Linked DNA regions of Sus scrofa: region 2 is linked to region 1. Evidence: chromatin contacts called from public Hi-C data. All regions are on one chromosome and are shown on one strand. Each heading gives the region's core, a stretch centred on a gene start, on an enhancer-like site or on the middle of the called end of the contact. The rest is flanking DNA. Distances are from core to core; before and after follow the strand shown.

Region 1 (3,572 bases), core at 711-3,210:
TTATAATATGAACCATCAGCAGTTTTATTCTATATTAGTAGAGTCCTTATCTTTGAAAATACATCACCTTTACCGTATTCCTAGCCTCTCTGAGAGCAGAGCAGCAGTCTCTTACAAATTCTCTACTCATTCCAGAAAAAATGGTGTATGCTTTGGCTTCTTAAACTCAAGTTGTTTCTGCATCAGATTACTCCTTTGCAAATGAGTAGCATTTTTTTCTGCTGTGGTCTTGTGGTCTAATATTAATACATTTTCACAATGGAAACCCGATGGATTAGATCATTTTCCTAGGTTTGTGTCCCAAGGGATATCTAACCTGTGTTGCTTGTTTTAATTAAGTTACCGCTTTTTCCATATGATTAAATGCCTGAATAATGAAGACTTATGGGACTAAATTTTAATGCACCACACATTAAAATGAGAAATGGGGGGAAACATATGATTTTACTTTAAGTAAAATCTTTCGGTAGCAAATGTTTCACCTCTTCTCTTTTTTGTTTCCAGAGTAAATGAGAGTTTCAACACTGCAGAGCACCGACCAATAACGGAGCCTCCTGCAGTGGCAATCAGTGAATGGGAAAGAGCATCTTTGAGCTTTTTAGACCTTGGAATATGAAAGGAGATTCTGGGTTTGGGCCAGTGTTTTTGGAGTAATGATGTTGGCTGACTCCTTTTCCTACTGGATTAGGACAACTTGCCATGTTTTTTTTCTTCCCACATGTCAGGTACACTTTATGTCAACTACGTAGACCCATCAACCCATCATTATGAATAGTCATGGGGTATCTAATAGGAAAATCGTGTACAACCACTTTAAATTTCAACACAGAAGTGTTCATACAATCTTTTTTTCTTTTCTGGTATCATCATGATAGCCTCAAAGTCAAAAATAATTAGGCAAAAAGGGAAAAATATATCTTGATTCATACTTCAGAAACATTCCCTAAACTATGGTTATTAAGCTAAAAATAAATCCTATGAAACTGTAGTAAATTCTATGCATACTTTTGCCAGAAGTTACTACATTTGGTTACATCTGAGACCAGTTAAGTGTTTTATTTTCTATTTCACTGTTAAATGATAATTCTAATACAAAATTTACTTATTTGTTACCTTAACCTGAGTTTAATTGAGTAGAATATGATTTTAATATGTTTGTAAGATTCACTTAAAAAGAAATTACAGCATCTTTGAATTCTAAAACAGTGATATATATATTTTTTTTCTACTTTGAGCTTCTCTGAGAAAAACTAATTTGGGGGCTATTTTTTACTAACTTAAAGGCTAGAATAGGGATATAGCATAGATTTTTAGGGTTCAAATCTGGTATTTGCTAGCTAATATAGGTTGGGCCTCAGTTTCTTCATCTGCATAATGTGATTATCATTACTTACCTCACAAGATTATTCTGATTAAATGAAATGGTACTTTTGAAGAATTCAATAAGTGTAGTAAATGCTCAGTAAATGTGAGGCCCCCTTTCTTTCTCTCTCTGGAAACTTCAGTTATGTGTGAGTGAAAGGAAAAAAAGAGAAGAATCTTTTATTTTTGTTTTTTTCTCCTTTTAAGGCCATAAAGTATTTAAGGAAAATACTGCAGTAGATTCTGAGATGGATAAAACACATGCATTTGGTTTATTAACTTTCTAGTTAAGAGATTTATTCCCTAGCTCGTTTAAATATTTTGAGAAACATACTGTTACATTTAAACATGAAATCTGTCTCCCCTACACTTCATGAAGCTTTTCCAGTTTCCTGTCTTCAAGTTAGGAAATGATGAGGTTGAAAGCATTCTGGCCTCAAGACACCGACATTTCTGAGCCGACCACGAAAGTTCATTCAACTTCTCATAAATGCCTCAAGACCTTCAAATGCAAAACATTTGGGCAATAGGCTTAGTCAAGGGACATGATACCAGCCTTCTTTGTTTTGCCATTTGTCAGGCCTTGATTTGTAGAGTACAAAGTTTCAAAGCTTGACTTTTCTCCTCAGACACTGCATGCCATTCAGAGTATCTCATTCCCTGATGTTTGTATTCCTTTTTGCCCATGATTCACTTCCTATTCTGCCAAGCTTCATAATGTCATGGTTATTTTGCCTGTGGTTTATTTTCTCCTTTAAGACATTTTTTAAATTTTAGAGTTGTAGGAAGGACATATAAGGTCTGATGCATTTAAGGGGGCTTGAATTTATATTTTTGACAAATATTTGCTGAAAATAACATCAGTAGAGCACCATTATCTTAGCGCGTCTCTGGTCAGTAATAGCCTCAGTTTTGACCTCACAGTATAAATAAATAGGATCTCATATTTTGTAACCATGGAGAAAGCAAGAGTTTACAAACATTTATACACAGTTTTAAAGCTTCCCTGGAGGAAAATGGATGCAACTGAAGGGAAGATAAATTATCTTTAAAGATGTTTCTCAGATTGGATTGTTCCTAATAAATAACCTTGTTCTACACATTTTCTTTCTTGGAGCCAAATTCTGCCTTTGGTTTGTTGGCTTGTTCTGTTTGCTCATAGAGGGAGGTCCACATGGGAAAGCATGTGGTTGTCTCAACTTTAAAGAATTTTGGAAAAGGAAAAACATGCATTAATGTGAATGTTTATTCATTTTAATCAATGTATATTTATTGAGTGCCTACTATGTGATCATCGCTGATAGCATATTAGAAAGGTAGACATATGGAAAAAACTATTCAGTGACACAGGGCAACATGAAAGCAAAGTACCAAATGAAATAATTATCTGGTCCAATAGTGCAGAGGTTGAGAAACCTTGCTGTAGAAATGTCACAGGAGAGAGAGGGCCCATCAGGTGGAAAAGGCCTTTTTTTTTGCAAAATGCTTTGGGAATATGTAACTTACATGTATATATAAAATGATTTTTTTCCATTATACCTGGTTTACAGTGTTCTGTCAATTTTCTACTATACAGCATGGTGACCCAGTTACACATACATGTATACATTCTTTTTTCTCACATTATCATGTTCATGTATCATGTAACTCTTTAAAAATGTTCTTTTTTGAAAAAGTTACAGGATCTATATTGATTAATAGCCTTGTTCTTGACAAAGTGAAGTGCCTTCTGTTTGTTAGCTGGGTACCAGAGTGGTATTCTTGTGAGCTTCTGAGTATCAAATCTTTTTAGGAAAATGCTCCTTGAGTTTAACTTATAGTTTTTCCCTTGCTTGGGCTCAAATTGGGATCCACGAGACTTGGTGATGCACAAAACTTTGTGTTTTCCCAAGTTTTCCTTTACTCATTCCCAAACTATCATGTAAATACTCTACCAGAAGGTGTCCCCACCAATCCATCATACCTGCCAAGACACACTGGCATACTATCAAAAGCCAGAATTAAGGCCAAAACTGAGATCCCTGCCACTTGCTTTGGTGCCTCTTAATCAGAAAGAGAATAAAACGGCCGGTGGGAGGGGGGAATGGAGGATGACAGGAGAAAGAGAGAGAAGGGAGAAGGGGAGGAAGTGAAGAGAAGAGAAGAGAGAGAAGGGAGAAGGGGAGGAAGTGAAGAGAAGAGAGAGAAGAGAGAGAGGCAGGCAAAAGGGA
Region 2 (4,066 bases), core at 419-2,918, 1.5 Mb after region 1:
TAAAGTGGGCAGCGGGAGCCACGGGCGGCCAGGAGCCCTGTCTGCTGCCAAGTCCATGTTCCTGGCTCCCTGGAACAGTGTGATATAGAGAAGGAAGAGGTGAGGCAAAAAAGTGATGACGATGACGGGGATTAAGTAGCCCCAGCAAACATGCAGCCGATGGCTTGGAGAGCTCTGCTATTTCAAAGAATCTCCTGCCCAACAGAAGCAAGTCGCATCAGCAAAAGGATCAAGGTAGCCATTTGGATGCTTAGTGCGAGAGAGATGCCTTGGGGGAAAGCGGCAGGCATTCCTCGGACACTCCTGTGCGTTGATGAGTTCCCAGAAAAGTTTCTCAAACCTTCTCTATTTTCCCCCTTCACTTTGTTTTCGAATCCGGGAGAGTCAGCGTTTTCGCCCAGGTGGATGTGAGTTGGGAGAGATTGAGGTTAATGAGGAATGAAGTTGCAAACAATTGTCCTCAGAAACTTTAGAACTTACCACAGCGAAGAAACTGAAGAGGGAAGGACAAACGTCCGTAGCGGTGTGTGGAAAGAACAATTGCTCACGGGGGAGGGGTCGATGAGGAGCCGGGAGATTCTCGAATTCCTTTCCCAAAATCTGGAGACGAGGGATTTCCTCGAATCCCCTCTCCTCAAGAACAAGGCTGCAACGCCCCTCCAACAGGGCTGCAGAAGTGGCCGCTGAGGCCCAGGCTTCGGGGTCTGAGCGCGGGCAGCTAGAAAACTGCCTTCCAAGCGCTCACAGCGGCGCTGGGGCTCCGGTATCCCGGAGCGCTCAGCTCTGTCCCTTCTCCTCCAGCCGGCGCCGCCGCCCCTGCTGCGGCTTCGAGCCCGTAGTCAGGCGCAGGCAAAATCCAGCGCTATTCGGCATTTTTAATTTTTTTTACCTCTGCCAGGACGCCTGCCGACCCATTATTTGTACATCCAAATCGAGCGCAGGTCCCTCTTTCTTCTCGGCCTCGCCAGGGTCGGACAGGAGCAGCGCTCTGTCCCCGAGTCCCCTCCCCTAACCATGCCAGGGGGATCCTTCTCCGGCGGCCCCAGTCAGAAGCCCTCTCTAGTGCGCCTCGCCCCTGACCTCGTGCCCTTTCCCTTTATTGTCCTGTGTCAGTTTCACTTTGTAATCCACAAGGCTTTTTGTTTGGGGCGGGGGTGGTGGTTGGTCCCCCTTTCTCCTTCACCCGTGGCTGTGTAGGCGGGGAAATCCGCTCTGGGCTGTGGCAGCGCCCGCAGCAGCTTCGGACGGCGGCTGTCAGCGCTCTCCCTCTTGCCTGCCCCGGCTGAAGCTAGTACCGCTGTGGAGCTGGAGCTCCTTGAGCCCCTCTCAACCTCCGGCTGGTCCCCCACACTCTCCCCGCCCCTTCCCCGCCGCACGCGCGCGCGCAGACACACACACGCACACACACACACACACACAGCGCGTCGCCGAAACACAAACAGAGGGGGAGGGAAGACCGCGAGCTAGAGCAAGACACAGAAACTTTGCTCGCCACTCATTGATCCCCGCACTTTAGTTCGCCGGACTCCCCCTAACTCCGGGTGCTGTCACCTACTGCCCCTCCCTCGCCCCATCCCCATTGGGCCGGAGCTAAAGCAGCCCCGCCTGGCACTCCTACCGCCAGCGCTCTCGGACTTTTTCGGCCTCCGACTGGCTTCTCCGGATGCTAATCACTCCAGCCTCCTGGAGGACTGTAGGCTGTCGGGTGTGGGAGATCTGCGAGTAGGAGGCGCTGGGAAGGGGGGTGATTTTTTCTTTTTCTTTTTTTTTTTTTTTTTTTTTTTTTTTTTTTTTTTTGGTCAAATCTTGGCCGGCGTTACAGCAATAACAGCAAAAGGCTGCCGCAGAATAGATGGGGGTGGGGTCAGGTTTGCAGATAAATAACTTTAGTGGCGGGGTCTGGGAGAAGACCGTTAGATTGTTATGCTAGTAATAACTCAGGGGTAAGGGGGTCGAGAGAAATAAAAGAAAGGCGGGGGGTGAGGGTCTGTTAGAGCGGGAGGAAGGATTAAGCAAAGCCTGTCTGGGAATGCAAAGCGCAGATTTGCTTTAACCGTTTCCTGCCCCTTCTCTTGCGATGGGAGAGGAGGGAGCTGCTCTACAATACAACCCGACAGAATCCAAACCAAATCTTCCTCATGCCTCCTCTGTCTACAGAGCGAGCTAACTGCAGCCCAGGTTGAGATCAACCCTGAACCTGTCCCCATTTGTCCCTCCCCCACTGTCAGGTGACTAGGACACCAAGGCCTAGGTACTGACTGCACTTTGGATTTCCTGTAGGAAAAGCCAAGGGAACTCTGTTTGTTTTGTTTCCCTTCCCAAATGGATCCCAGGTGCCAGTAGCCAAACCTTAGAGTTTCAACAATAACAATGGTAGCCCATTGGAAAGATGGAGATCTTTTCCTATTGCAAAGTTTGGAATTTTGATCTCTGTTGGAGTATTTCCTCCCAGACATTTTATAACCAATGGAATCCTGATGAAGTTTTGTTTCTTTTTGTTTTGTTTTTTTTGTTTGTTTTTTGTTTTTGTCTTGAGAAAGGGTATATATGAGAAAAATAGAAATGAATAGAGTGAAATATTAAAAATAGCCACTTGCCATGCAAGGCACTCAGATTAATTTCCCTGATATTTACTGAAGCTAATCTTTGTGGTACAATTCGGCTCTTCAAAGAAAGAAAAAAGTGACTAGAAATCAGGTATTATTTATCCTTTAAGGGAAACCATTTAGAAAATAAGAATTTAAGGCAAGTAATGTAAATATAGGGCGTGTGTTTTACTTTTCGCCACAATGACCCCTCCAAGTTTAAAACTTTTCTGATACCAGAGATGATTCAGCGATGAGTAAATACTGCCCTCTGCTGTTTTCCATCAATCTTACAGCTTTTTAGTTGTCCACTTTCTTGCTTAAAATTAAATGCAGAGACTAGAAGGATCTGGTTACAAGGATAATTCCTCCTTCTTGCCCAGGGATAGTAGCAAAGGTAGAAAAGGTCTTTAGGAGTCTCCTATTACCCTTCTTTCCTTACAGTAAAAAAAAATAATAATAATTAATTAAGCAATAGTGATAGGGCTAGAGTAGGCACAGGTGGTTATAGAAATCCTAATAGGGGATCATAGATAAAGAGGGAAACCTGGGAGATATTGGGAGCCCATTGTAAATTAAAGAAAACCATCAAAATAAGGCAGGCTTGCTTAACTAGTGGAGGTGCAAGCATTGCCTCAGGTCATTAGGTGGGGGAAAGGTTGAGGCCTGCATTCAGAGTCAGACCTAGGGCAAAAATGTAAAGATCACCTTCAGCTGATTTGAATACACCACCTTACCTGGTACCAAGGAAGAGCTACTACTCCCGGAAATGAAAAGGCAGGCCTTTCCAACCCCCACTCCCTTAGGATGATAAAACTGTGGCCCACCAGCTCCTCGAAGAGCTTCCTTGCCTGCCTGCTTGCATCTCTTACTAACATCCTATCCTAATAAATCTGCTTCTCACCTATCACTTTGTCTCTTGCTGAATTCCTTCTGTGTGGAGGCATAAAGAACCTGAGACTTGGTGAGTCCAAACGCAGGGTAAGTAACTCAAATTTAAAACTGTGGGTTTAAGTTCCAATCTGGCTTTAGGCTGGGTTTGAGTCCAGGCATGTGGGTTCAAGTCCCAATCTGTGTTCTGGCTAGGTTCAGACCGTTTAAGTGCTTGGTCAGTTTTAGTAGGCCAGACAGCAAATTCAAGTCCTCTGGTGCAGATGGCCTGTAACACAAAATTGGTGGGTGGAAACATGAATTCTAAAAATGCTGTCACCAATTCCTTTGTTTAGGTTAGGGCATTCACTTCTGCATTTTCCTCTACTATATATGTTGTTGTATTCCGAATATATGATGATTTGGAAACAGGCAAGAAAATTAGGTTTCACCATTTTTGTATTTTTAGAGCTTGAAAACTTGTGAAAGCATTGGAGGCTCTTAAAAGAGAGACATTTTAAAGCCTTTTCTCAAAACTCATATATCTGCCAATAAATCACAATCTTAATACATTATTTGGGTGTATTTTTAGCCCACAAAGATTTGTAGCT

The links. Hi-C and Micro-C count contacts between places; a contact is called where the count stands out from the background.
Region 2: a contact with region 1 is called in a Hi-C map of embryonic fibroblasts, with 3 times the contacts expected there. The contact joins the promoter of FAT4 here to the enhancer-like site in region 1. A contact is called at or near these places in 7 of 47 Hi-C or Micro-C datasets (alveolar macrophages, embryonic fibroblasts, fetal heart ventricle and 2 more) and 1 of 2 datasets of contacts at active chromatin or transcription factors (skeletal muscle).

What each region holds. Positions count from the first base shown.
Region 1 is chr8:97,811,016-97,814,587 of Sscrofa11.1, forward strand. No RefSeq gene overlaps it. Among named protein-coding and RNA genes, the nearest start is that of INTU, 610 kb to the left of the region's middle. Within about 2 kb of position 1,961, at least 5 of the 83 cell types and tissues checked have an H3K27ac peak or open chromatin away from gene starts, as enhancers often do. A contact at or near this core is called in embryonic fibroblasts, where this site is marked.
Region 2 is chr8:99,310,463-99,314,528 of Sscrofa11.1, forward strand. It overlaps FAT4 (protocadherin Fat 4), which reads right to left and starts at 1,669. Exons shown (of 22, transcript XM_021101611.1): 1 at 1-1,669. The coding sequence starts at 57. All of the region lies in intron 1 of LOC106504728 (a long non-coding RNA gene), which reads left to right.